Linked DNA regions of Sus scrofa: all the other regions are linked to region 2. A link is a contact called in public Hi-C and promoter capture Hi-C data. All regions are on one chromosome and are shown on one strand. The core of a region is the stretch at or near the end of the contact, and the rest is flanking DNA. Distances in the headings are between cores, read along the strand shown. Region 1 holds the start of ZNF219 (zinc finger protein 219). Region 2 holds the start of APEX1 (apurinic/apyrimidinic endodeoxyribonuclease 1). Region 3 holds the start of METTL17 (methyltransferase like 17). Region 4 holds the start of NDRG2 (NDRG family member 2).

Region 1 (2,700 bases), core at 144-2,643, 430 kb after region 2:
TGATTTCCTCCCATCTGTCCTTACCCTCCTTCCAACTTTTCTTTCCTTCCCACTGCCTCCCAGTACAGCTTCACATTTGCCTCATCTCACTATTTCCAAGATTTCCAACTTTCACAGTCCCAACCACTCCAAACCCGGGTTTCCGTACACGCCTACTCTCTGAAGTCAATTCACTCGTGCTTTAGTTCTCAGTCAGAGGCGGTTCCTTTCTACTCTAGCGGAGACTACAAGTCCCAGGATGCCCCGCTGCCCCGTGGCCTGCTGGGAAATAAAGAGCCTTTCCTCCGCGGTGGGGGCGCTGTGCATCTGCTGAGTGACGCCAAGCGCTGGAAGTCAGGGCCTAGCCGAGAGTTTCCTCGGACGCGACCACTGGCCCCGTGTGCAGGGAGGAGCCGGGCGGGCTATTCTGAGAGGGGCCGCCACCACCCCAATCTCGGTAACTGAGAGTTGACTGTGGGTCCACAGTCCTCCCTCTGACAGCTTCGGAGACGGGCAGGGGCGGAGGGCTGGCCCTCAGCAGAGCTGGGGTTTCCACAGATGTTGTCGCCGTGCCCCCTCCCACAGTGCCCAGGTTCAAAGTCCTGAGACTTGGAGCGCGCGCGAGAAAGGGGTTGGAGATGATGAGTCAGAAGCCCAGGGCCCTTTTCATCCCCCTCCCCCCGGGCCTAGGCGCCTGAGGAGGACGGGCTGGCCAGACGGGTGGATGGGGCAGGAAGAGGAGGGACACGGCGACCCGACCTAAGGCTTTCCCGCCTCTTGCGAGCACGCCGGTGTAACGAGCCCGCGTCGCCGCCACCCTTTCTCTCCAAGGCGGGAGCGGGACTGCGCAGGCTCAGCCTCTCAGCAGCCCCGCCGACCTTCGATCCCGGCTGCTGAGGTGCGGTTGCTGAAGCTCTGGTTGCGCTCAACCCCCACCGTTTATGACCTTTGCAAATGTGCAAAGATGACGAGCTCAGGTGGGCTTGAGAAAAGCCCAGGAAAACTGGGAGCACCCAGTTGTACCAGCCCGACAGCTTACTAGCCGCTAGAGAAACTAGAAGTTGACCAGAGCTGCATTACTATGAGAACTCACCCCAAATTCACAAAGTGCCCAGGATGGGTGTGCGCCTCACACTCATTTTTGTTCCCACTTGAGAAGGCTTCTTTCCCTAGAGAATGCTGCTTCTCCGGGCTTAGCCAAGCCCAAGCACCAGTAAGGAAAGAGCGCAGCCTGGCTGCCTTGCCCTGACATTGCAGTGGCGCCAGGGGCAGCTCCTTTCTGTTTGTGACACCTTGGGAGTGGTAATAGTCGCCCTATGACAAGATTGTGTGAGTATTTGTGGGTGGGGACAGTTCTGGGATTAGGTTCTGAAATGGAGAAAACAAGATCTGGGCCTCCCCCTTCGCCGCCTCCTCCCAATCTAGAATAATGGAGAGCTCATGTGTGAAGGACTCAAAATAATTTTCTTAAAACTCAGAAGGTGATAGTAGATGAGGAAGCTGAGGGTAAAAATCAGCAATTCATTCCAAATAGAAGCAGCAGCTTTTAGTGATATAATCAGATGTCTAGGAGTTGCATTTTACTTCTTGGAGAATTCAGTCACCATGCAGATGAACCTTATATCAGTCAGGTTTGGTGAGATTATGATGTGGTAACAATGCCAAAATTTCAGTGCCCTGAAACCTAAAGCCCCAAAGGTTTAGGGAGTCTGGCAGGGTACTCTGAACATTGTAAGTTACGCAGGTACCCAAGCCCATGGAGCACTACCATTTTGAGATCCTACCATGACACCATGAGACTAATACCCCTCACCACCACCAGCTTGCCCAGTTGTGAAGTAAGCATGAAGAATTGTTCATAGACTTTTAAATGTTTCTGCCTCAGAGGGATACATATCACTTCTGCTCACACTTCATTGGCCAAAGCAAGCCATATAGCCATATCCAACTTCAAGATGGCCAGAAGGGCAATCTTTACATATGCCTGGAAGGGGAAGGGAAGCAGAAATACTTCATTAAAGGAAGAGGAGGTAGCCATTTGCAGTGATTTGTTGAACAGCTTAGCAGTTGGTATTCATCTGTTCCAGCAGTTATGCGCATATCTACTTTGGTTTTGTTCTTTGGTTTTGTTCCACTAAATGAAGTTCTCAATAGAAACTCCCCCCCCCTCCCCCAGGATAATGGTAAGACTGGGAGACAGGAAATTTGATGTGTAAGTTTGGGCAAGTCAGACCTCTATGAACTACATTTTGCTTAAATGGAGGTTATAGTATTTACCCTCAACCTAACTGGAGGACCAAGGCTCAAATAAAATTACACATGAAAAAAAAAAAAAAACTTTAAAACTGTTAAACACTTTGGAGGTTTTTCCGATAGGGAAGAGGAGTGAAGCAGATTAGGTATGAGTTAATAGGGAGTCATAGGAACTATGGAAAACTAGAGGAGCCCACATTCTATTTAAAGACTTTAACCCAATTCTACCCAATTATTCCCATGTGGGACTGGGGGCTTGGTATTGCCATTGTTCCAATTTTCCTATAAAGGTCAGAAATTCTGACTTTTTAAATGTGAATCATCTGATTTTAAAATGCTGAGGCAGTTCCTTTTGTATATGAACCTGACTGATATCCATGAGGATGTGGGTTCGATCTCTGGCCTTTTTGTTCATTGGGTTAAGGATCCATCGTTGCCTTGAGCTGTGGTATAGGTCAAAAATGCGGC
Region 2 (2,785 bases), core at 106-2,605:
GTACTTAAGCTGGGAATCTTTACATTATTTCTCATTCTAGAATATTTTGATTGCATCTACGTTATACTGTTTATAACACCGTAGTGTAAGTTCTGCTTTTATGTCCAGCTCCACAGCAGGATTATACATCTATTTTTGTATTCAGCAGCCAGTTTACAACTGACACATAAAAGGAGCTCAATAAAGGCTGAACGAACTCAGAAGATCCAGATCCAAGTGTCTGTGACTCCTCAAACCATCAGCCTTGTAATGCTAATACTGTCACACAATCTCAGAGTCGGATCAAAAATTGAGGGGACAATGCGCTCCACGCCCTGCTTCACTAACGTTCAGGAAGATGGACGGTGACGGAGAAGCTCGCCGCAAATGACAAGTTTCCTACTAGCGTACCTGTACCCGGAGGCGTGACGTAAGTGCGCCGAGGGTTCGCCAGCACGGTGCCATCCCGCACCACTCCCACGCCAATCTTGTTGGCGCTGCCTTCAAAACCCAACACCGCCGGCATGGCCGAGCCTGGGAGGAAACGCCGGCAGGGCCCCTAGCTACTACTGGAGCCGTAGAGCCTTCACCAATCCGCGCTGGAATGCAGAAGCCAGGTCTCAAAGGAAGAAAACGAGTTCGCGGCTACCAACCGCGCACCAGGACACCAAACAAGTCCCGCGTTTAGCGCGCGGGCCCTCCCCTCGCATCAAGGTCCCCTCGAGGGCCTGTTCTCTTAATTGCCAGGGACCTTGAGCCGGCATCTGCTCGTTAAATTCCTTTCTGCTTCTCTGCCTCTCTCCCATGGTCCAACCCAGCCTTCTCCACTGATTTTGTTCCCTCCTGCACAGCTTTGGGATCTCCGGTCGGGGCGGCAGTAGGAGTCAAGAATCTGGCACATCGATAAACAGCCCGAGAACGGAGAGCTGGGGCCCTCAGTGCCCTGGAGACACAGAGAACTGAGGCAAGGCTGAGCTTTCGGCCACGTGGCACTAACAGACCAATCATCCGCCTTCCTTCGCCTCCAGACACGCATCTCAGATCACGTGACCACACCAGTTACCACGTGGGGACACAGCGTGTTCCATTCTTTGTGCTGGGGTGAGGAGGAGCTTGACTAGACTCAAGCAGGTCAGTTACAGAGGTGCTCTTCTTTTACCCATCATAGGGGCTTCTCTGGACGTCTGATCGGCAAGCCTGAGTCAGGATTTTTAATTAAGTCCCTGGATTGTCCTGAGGCCCAATATCGTGAGGAGGGTACAAGGCAGTATGAAATGATCTAGTCTTGAGGGTGAGGGTCCGAAAGGCGGACAGTGCATGGAGGCGGGGAAAGAATTCGGAGATAACGTGGTTTGAAGGGCGGGACCTGGTGCGGGGGCGCTCTAGAGAGGAGTCTTTCCCCAGCCCTAGCAGGTTTCACGACTTTTTTGCGTCTGTAGGCAACGCGGTAGAAACACTGCTTCGGTGGGCGACGTGGAACTGCTACAGAAGGGCGTTTATTACAGTGATGCCGAAACGTGGGAAAAAAGCCGCGGTGGCAGAAGATGGGGATGAGCCCAAGTCTGGTAAGAGAGTGAAATGGGCCCCCTCTCCGTTTAAGCGGCGGTGGAGATCTCCGTAATTCCCTTGATGAGCGGGAAGTACAGACCATTTGATTCATTTTTGCAGTTTGTGAAGAAGTCGCGGCAACTGCAGGTTCTCAGTAACTGTATATTTAGCTCCGGATCAAAGTTAAAATACCGCCAACGTTTATCTTATTTTATAGAGCCAGAAGCCAAGAAGAGTAAGGCGGGAGCAAAGAAAACCGAAAAAGAGGCAGCAGGTGATGGGGCAGTCCTGTATGAGGACCCCCCAGATCAGAAAACCTCACCCAGTGGCAAATCAGCCACACTCAAAATCTGCTCCTGGAATGTGGATGGGCTTCGAGCTTGGATTAAGAAAAAAGGTTTAGATGTAAGTGGAATGAAGGGAAGGGTAGAAACCGATCTTGGGGTTTAATTACCTTCTCCTATTTCTGTCCCCAGCACTTAGGTTTAATTCTGTCGGTAGTTTTCTTATGGGAGAGGTACAAGGTTTTCACCAAGTCATACCACTTGTATTTCTTAAATGTCATTAGGACAGTTCTACTGTCATTGTCTTGTTTAATGTCATCTCTTCCATAACTAAGGCTTAGAAAACCTCAGCTAGCTCTCCAGTGCCTATAAGGGAAAACAAACTTTTCAGTGTTGTATGTAACACTTTCTTGCCTCCCTGCCACTTATGCAGTTAATAACTGTTTAAATATTGTGACTTAAATTCCTTATGCAGAGACTGTGTCTTACCTGTGTACCTCTAGTACTTAGCATAGATTCTTTAGTAAATCTTCTGAATTGATAATACCTTTCATTTTGCTCACAGTGGGTAAAGGAAGAAGCCCCAGATATCCTGTGCCTCCAAGAGACCAAATGTTCAGAGAACAAACTGCCAGCTGAACTTCAAGAGCTGTCTGGACTACCCCATCAGTACTGGTCAGCTCCTTCTGACAAGGAAGGGTACAGTGGTGTGGGCCTGCTCTCCCGCCAGTGCCCACTCAAAGTCTCCTATGGCATTGGTGAGACCTTGTTGATTTCTAAACCCCAAGCTCTTCTAAACCAATTGCTTGTATCCTGTTCCAGCCCCAGTTCTTCATTCCTTTGTTCTCTGCTGTGCCTTTTCTTAAGCTCCTTTTTTGCTAATTGTTTTATCATCTCTGTAGGTGAGGAGGAACATGATCAGGAAGGCCGAGTGATTGTGGCTGAATTTGATGCATTTGTGCTGGTGACAGCCT
Region 3 (2,700 bases), core at 118-2,617, 310 kb after region 2:
CATTTGAGTCAGAGATCTAAAGTTAAACAAAGTGACACAGGAGATAAGACACAAGAGATGAGAATTGACAAGAGATGAGAGTGTGGCAGTATGAATCAAAGGGGGGGATGAGGGGTAGAGAAGTGAACCTGAAAGGAAGGAGAGGGGTGAGTGAGGCACTTACCAAAGCTGTCCTAAGTGCCCCTTAAGTCTTACTCCAGAGTATTCAGATTATTGAAAGGCCTCCATTACTAGAAGCAAAGTTTAATAACTCAAATGAAAATCAGACATTTAACTGTCCAATTGATATAGTTCCCCATATTTTATCCCATAATCACCATATTTGGACTCTGACATTTACACCACAGGCAATACTTCTACACATTCAGTCACCAGATTTCTATCCCAAAAGGTTAATAATACCATAGCTGATTAATGGTGTGCCATAAGAATCACGAGGTTAGAACACAGTAAGTTATTTTTAATGCTACATGTTAACACTTCAGACCAGTGTTCTTAACTAACCTGCTAACTTGCATTCTAAGTAACCACTTGCATTCTAAGTGCATTATGAAGTAGGGTATATGTTTAAAGGTGAATCTCAGACTTAGACTGCCATGGTTTAAATCTAGTTGTCACCTAACAAGCTTTGTGATCTTGTCATAATATTTAAACACCTGAAGACTCAGTTTCCTCAAGTGCAAAATGGGGTTAAAATAATCTACCCCACAGAATTGTGGGAGCTAAATGAGGTAGCATTATGTAAAAGTGCTTGCCACACTATCTGGCACATATGTTCTAATGCTGGCTATTTATCTAAGCCATTTATTTATATTAATATGAAGAGAAACTAACATGCAAAAGAGATAAAATCTATTAACTATAAACTTCTGCTATCTTCAGTCGCCTAAATCTGGCTTTTCTTATTTCCTTTTTTTTTAATGCTTTTTTTTTTTAAGAAATTAAGGTATAGTTGATTTACAGTGTTGTGCTGGTTTTTATTTCATCTCTTCTTTTCACAGTAGGTAAGGACTCCAAGGCTCCAGAGTTCTCCAGAGAGAAAGACGAACAACACAGGTAGCTAATACACACAGAAATTCCTCGACTTCCCAAAAGAGTGCCCGCCCCTACCTCATCCAGCCTTCTCTATTTCTGGACCTGAGGACAAATCCTAAAGAGTTGAGGCCACCTGTCTTCCGGCTGGTTACTTCTGAACCAAGGGCCTTGTGCAGTCTCCAAGGTGATTTACATATCGATTTGTTATTGGCTCCTAGTAACCACTCGCCCTCCTCATTGGCTGATTCTGCCCCGCGTCGACGTTCAACGGAGGAGGTTCACTGCGACGAGTGAAGGGCGGGTTATCGGCACCCACATTTCCGCTTCCGGTTTATCTCTGGCACCATGGCGACCGCAGCAGGAGCCGGGTGTCTGCTGACATTACGCGGATGGCGCCGTGGCCTTGGAGTTGCTCCCCGGTGCCGGGTGAGTGATTACTTTCCCTGCCGTCGGAGAGGCTGTGGATCTAGATAACAGCTCTGCGCCGAGGAGGAGCGCTCTCGGCAACGCCTCCCTTAGCAAGTGCCGGCAACCATCCTTTCTGTCCCCCAGTCAGCTTTTCTTTCCCGGCCTACAGGCGCTCGCTGCCCTCGTACCCGGCGTCTCCCAGGTGGATAACAAGTCCGATTTCCTGGGGAAGAAGTCCCATCGCCGGCACCCTGGCATCCTGCAGTTGTCGCGCGTGCGGCTGCCGCAAGCATTGGTCGATGCCGCGACATTACTACTGCTGGGTGAGTAACGGTGGGAAATGGAAGCTAGAGGAGAAACGTAGACTGGTCTTACGTGTAAGTGATTCCGCTTTTCATTTTGGTCCGTAGAGAGCTCTATGCCCAATATGGAGAAGCAGGTGCAAGCACTGACCAATTATCTCTGGAGCCGGCATTTACCCGTAGAGACAGAGGAGTTGCAAAGACGGGCTGTACATTTGGAGAAAAAATTCTTGGAAAACGCAGGTAGGGCTCAAGTATTTAATTAACGAGTAGACCAAGTTGAAAAAGTAGTGGGAATTGAAGTGCAAGAAATAATTTCACAGTCTCTTAAATAGATACTGCAGTTTCTATTTTGACTTTCTGGCCAGTGCAATTATTACAATAATGCTTTACTAAGAGAAGATAATTTCAGGGATTGCCCTTGGGGCTTGAGTAAAAGTCAGTTAGTGCTTCAGTATCCTGTCGAAATTTAGATCTTTGGGGTTTTTAAAATTATATATTTAAAGCACTCTAATATGTAATAAAATAACAAATATTGAAATATTTTGGATTTCTTTTTGTGTAGATAAGAGAAGAATCTGGGGCATATTTTCCACTGATAGCACACACCAATTAGAATGTTAAATTGTTACACAAAATAATATTTGGATTTTATAACATTGAAAAAGTAAATTTTCCAAAATTTACAAATTTTCCAAAAAGTAAATATTTAGAATGTCTCAACCATGCTTAATGTTTTCCAATATGGAAGTAAATATTAGTTTAATATAAAATAATTATATTTATTATTTCAATTAAGCTAAATAAAATAATATTTCAGGTCTCCAGTTCTACTGGCCATGTTGCAGGTACACATAGATCTTTATTTTTTTTCCTACAAGTCCATTGGTTTAAGATGATCTAAGTTTTTATTCAAGTAAAATAAAGTCCTTGTTCAGTACTGAAACACTCTTCA
Region 4 (2,800 bases), core at 70-2,569, 340 kb after region 2:
TTCCATCCCAGGGGCATCCACATGGACCCGCACAAAGTTCTGAATGATTTCTTGCATATCCCCAAACTGAAACAGCGGCTGGAAACAGGATTTATCTAAAGAGAATCCCCATGACCCCAATAGTAGAATCAGACAGGAGAAATGTCCCCAAGTCACAACCCACCCTCTTTCTCTCCCGCCACAGTCAGACTAGGAGAGAACTTGACATGCCACGTGGCTCCCTTCCTGACCCTTCTTCTCACACCAGGGTTGTTTGCTTTAGTTTTTTTTGTTTTTTTTTTGTTTTTTTTTTTTTTCACATCAGGGTTAACCGTGCCCCCCTCCAGGCCTCTTCCCAGAAAGAAATGGAAGGGGAAGGTGAAGGCCCTTACAGTTGAGTCCCACATCATGGTAGGTGAGTATCGCTGGGCGTTTGGGCTTGGGGGTGCCATAGACAGTAAAAGTGACAGAGCCATAAGGTGTCTCCACACTGTGAGTCTGCAGGAAAAGAGGTCACCATCAGGTAGGATTTAGGCTGAGAAGAAAAGAGGCAGAAGAGGAACCTCCACAAAAGTTGGGGCTTTAAGGTGGGGGAGGGGCAAAGAGAGGCGATGGGACCCAAGATTTAGAAATAGCATCAGCAAGAATTTAGTTTGACACTGGAGGATGATTTTGAGGGTGGAAAAGCATAATGAAAGATTGGAGAGCATCAGGGAACTCTGCGTAGGGAGGAGAAAGGAAGGGAAGGGGAGCGACGGGGACAGGAGAGGACTGGAAAAGGAGAGGAAGCGGAGAGATGGAAAAGCCAAGAGCCGGGTAGGGGCCCTCTCCTTCCTGGGGAGAGCCCCTCCTCCCACCTGGGGCTGCCCCAAGCTGGTTACCTGTCCCTGGTCCAGGAGGATTCGGGCAGCTAACTCAGCCTCCTGGAGAGAGACACACAGATACACACAGAGACACACAGCCACGTAGGGTCACAGACGGAGAGACAGATACAGATAAAGAAAGGTAGGTAGAGAGACCAAAAGAGACCAAAGACAGAAAGAGGTTGACAAAAAGAGACATGGAAAGGATGAAAGTTAGTGTAGTGACAGGACAAAAGCCTGGGCTCTCGGTGTGGTGTATGGGGAGAGAAACACAGGTAGATGTGGAGAAAGTAGGGGTGTGGGTTAGAATGAGGTCATGAATTTGGGAAGGCAAGAAGTGGGGGGATGCCTGGAGTTCTGGAATTCAGGCCTGGGAGTCAGAGGGTCTCGGATAACCTTGGCCACCTCGGGTGTCTGCCCTGGCAACAGCGGTTTCTCCTCCGTGATCTGCACCTCCTGCAGCTCCGCCATGGTGGCCTGGCAGGGTGAGGAAACACGGAGACTGCAGAGGCTGCCCCCACACTGCCACACCTCCTCCAACGCCTGGCTTCCTCTCTCAGCACTGGACAAAGCAGTGTGCAGAGGGCCCCGGGAGCCAAGGACCTCTCCAGGACACACCAAGAGCCTTGCCTGCCCCCAGCGCTGGAACCAGGCTGCTGGGGGAGAGGGCTTGTGGAAGAGAAATCAGGGTACCACTTCCCCTCAGATTGGCCATCCCCAGCACCCCTCAACACCCACACCTCCCGAGCCTCCCCCCCATCCTGGATGGAAGTAATGGGGGTTGAGCAGCAATGCAGCTGTGTGTGTGGGTTTTCAGACTATATTTAGGGGCCACCCCATACTTCTAGTTTGGTAGGGGGTGAAAATAGTGGCTCAGTGACTGGGTACTCTAAAGATACTAAGGGATGAGTAGTAAAAGTTCACCATTGAATGTGACCTTCAACTAAAGTCCCAAGGTCAGCAGCTCAAAGGAGAGGGGCTAAAAATGATCTGAGAAACATGATCAAGAGGGGGAGGGGGGAAGACAAGAAAAGTAGGACAAGGTACATCTGTGTCCAGCTGATCCAATGCCTCCCTTCCTCCCAAGATGCTTCCTCTTGACTGCAAAGAAGTTAACATATGTTCAATTTTTGGCGGTTGCCGGGTTAGGAGGGGAGCACCTGTGCAGACCAGCACAGTGAAGGGCCTGCAGCCTGGGGGTGGGGTCACTTACTGGACTCCTATTGGCTGGACGCAGTGGGGTTAGGGGTCAGGGTTCTCACTCCTCCTGGCTCAGGGGTCTGAGAAAACAAGGCAATGAGGTGAATGACATGGGAGACAGACTCTGGGTCTTTTAGGGACAGAAAGCCAAGATCTGGACGACTGGGTCACCAACCCTTGCCCGGTCACTAACCTGCCCTAATCTGTACCCCTGAGTCCAGTGAACAAGCCTTCTCTAGGCTTCCACTAGAATCAATACAGGCTGGAGGGGCCTACGGGGCAACACAGAGAGCAGGTATCAGTTCAGGCTGGAAGGGTTTGGGGGGCGGGGAGGAGAAAAGGAAGTGCTGATGTGGAGGAAAGAGCATGGCTAGTGTCAGAACCTCTGGATTCTAGTCCCGGCTCTGCCTCTACCAGTGTGACCTTGGCTCAATCTGTCACTGTTCTTGCCTTCAATTTCTTATTTGCAAACTAGTCTGGACTAGGGGATCCCCAAGTTTTGACAGCTCTCAAGCAAAATGAGGGTAGCAGAGCACGACTGGTTCCACCATTAAAATTTTTGTTTGTTTGTTTAAACCTTATGCCGTCGCTTTTCTCCTCCGCCCAGTCTCGGTGTGGGTCCCACCAGTTTAGTTTAAGGGGGTGTGGGGGGAGGGATATTCCCACAATCTTTTCCCAGCCTCCCCCAACGACCCACAAGGGTCGAGCACCAGCTGGGAAGGGATGGGCAGGTCGGATGGGACTGCCTGGGCCCAGCC

The links. Promoter capture Hi-C pulls out the DNA fragments that hold promoters and counts their contacts. Hi-C and Micro-C count contacts between places; a contact is called where the count stands out from the background.
Region 1: a promoter capture Hi-C map of liver shows a contact between it and region 2, with 5 times the contacts expected there. The contact joins the promoter of ZNF219 here to the promoter of APEX1 in region 2. A contact is called at or near these places in 1 of 5 promoter capture datasets (liver), 2 of 47 Hi-C or Micro-C datasets (alveolar macrophages and heart right ventricle) and 1 of 2 datasets of contacts at active chromatin or transcription factors (skeletal muscle).
Region 3: a Hi-C map of skeletal muscle shows a contact between it and region 2, with 5 times the contacts expected there. The contact joins the promoter of METTL17 here to the promoter of APEX1 in region 2. A contact is called at or near these places in 1 of 5 promoter capture datasets (liver), 1 of 47 Hi-C or Micro-C datasets (skeletal muscle) and 1 of 2 datasets of contacts at active chromatin or transcription factors (alveolar macrophages).
Region 4: a contact with region 2 is called in a Hi-C map of liver, with 4 times the contacts expected there. The contact joins the promoter of NDRG2 here to the promoter of APEX1 in region 2. A contact is called at or near these places in 1 of 5 promoter capture datasets (liver), 1 of 47 Hi-C or Micro-C datasets (liver) and 1 of 2 datasets of contacts at active chromatin or transcription factors (skeletal muscle).

What each region holds. Positions count from the first base shown.
Region 1 is chr7:78,027,253-78,029,952 of Sscrofa11.1, reverse strand. ZNF219 (zinc finger protein 219) reads right to left here and starts at 1,393. Exons shown (of 5, transcript XM_021099309.1): 1 at 1,073-1,393. It overlaps TMEM253 (transmembrane protein 253), which reads left to right. Exons shown (of 9, transcript XR_002345950.1): 7 at 1-436.
Region 2 is chr7:78,452,571-78,455,355 of Sscrofa11.1, reverse strand. It overlaps APEX1 (apurinic/apyrimidinic endodeoxyribonuclease 1), which reads left to right and starts at 1,355. Exons shown (of 4, transcript NM_001139471.1): 1 at 1,355-1,544; 2 at 1,745-1,932; 3 at 2,377-2,569; 4 at 2,714-2,785. The coding sequence starts at 1,487. It overlaps OSGEP (probable tRNA N6-adenosine threonylcarbamoyltransferase), which reads right to left and starts at 689. Exons shown (of 10, transcript XM_013989066.2): 1 at 391-689. The coding sequence starts at 505.
Region 3 is chr7:78,143,989-78,146,688 of Sscrofa11.1, reverse strand. METTL17 (methyltransferase like 17) reads left to right here and starts at 1,367. Exons shown (of 14, transcript NM_001244326.1): 1 at 1,367-1,461; 2 at 1,613-1,766; 3 at 1,854-1,988. The coding sequence starts at 1,381. LOC110261608 (a long non-coding RNA gene) reads right to left here and starts at 1,261. Exons shown (of 4, transcript XR_002345954.1): 1 at 1,111-1,261; 2 at 164-230.
Region 4 is chr7:78,112,891-78,115,690 of Sscrofa11.1, reverse strand. NDRG2 (NDRG family member 2) reads right to left here and starts at 1,319. Exons shown (of 14, transcript NM_001078683.1): 1 at 1,239-1,319; 2 at 372-477; 3 at 1-95. The coding sequence starts at 1,313.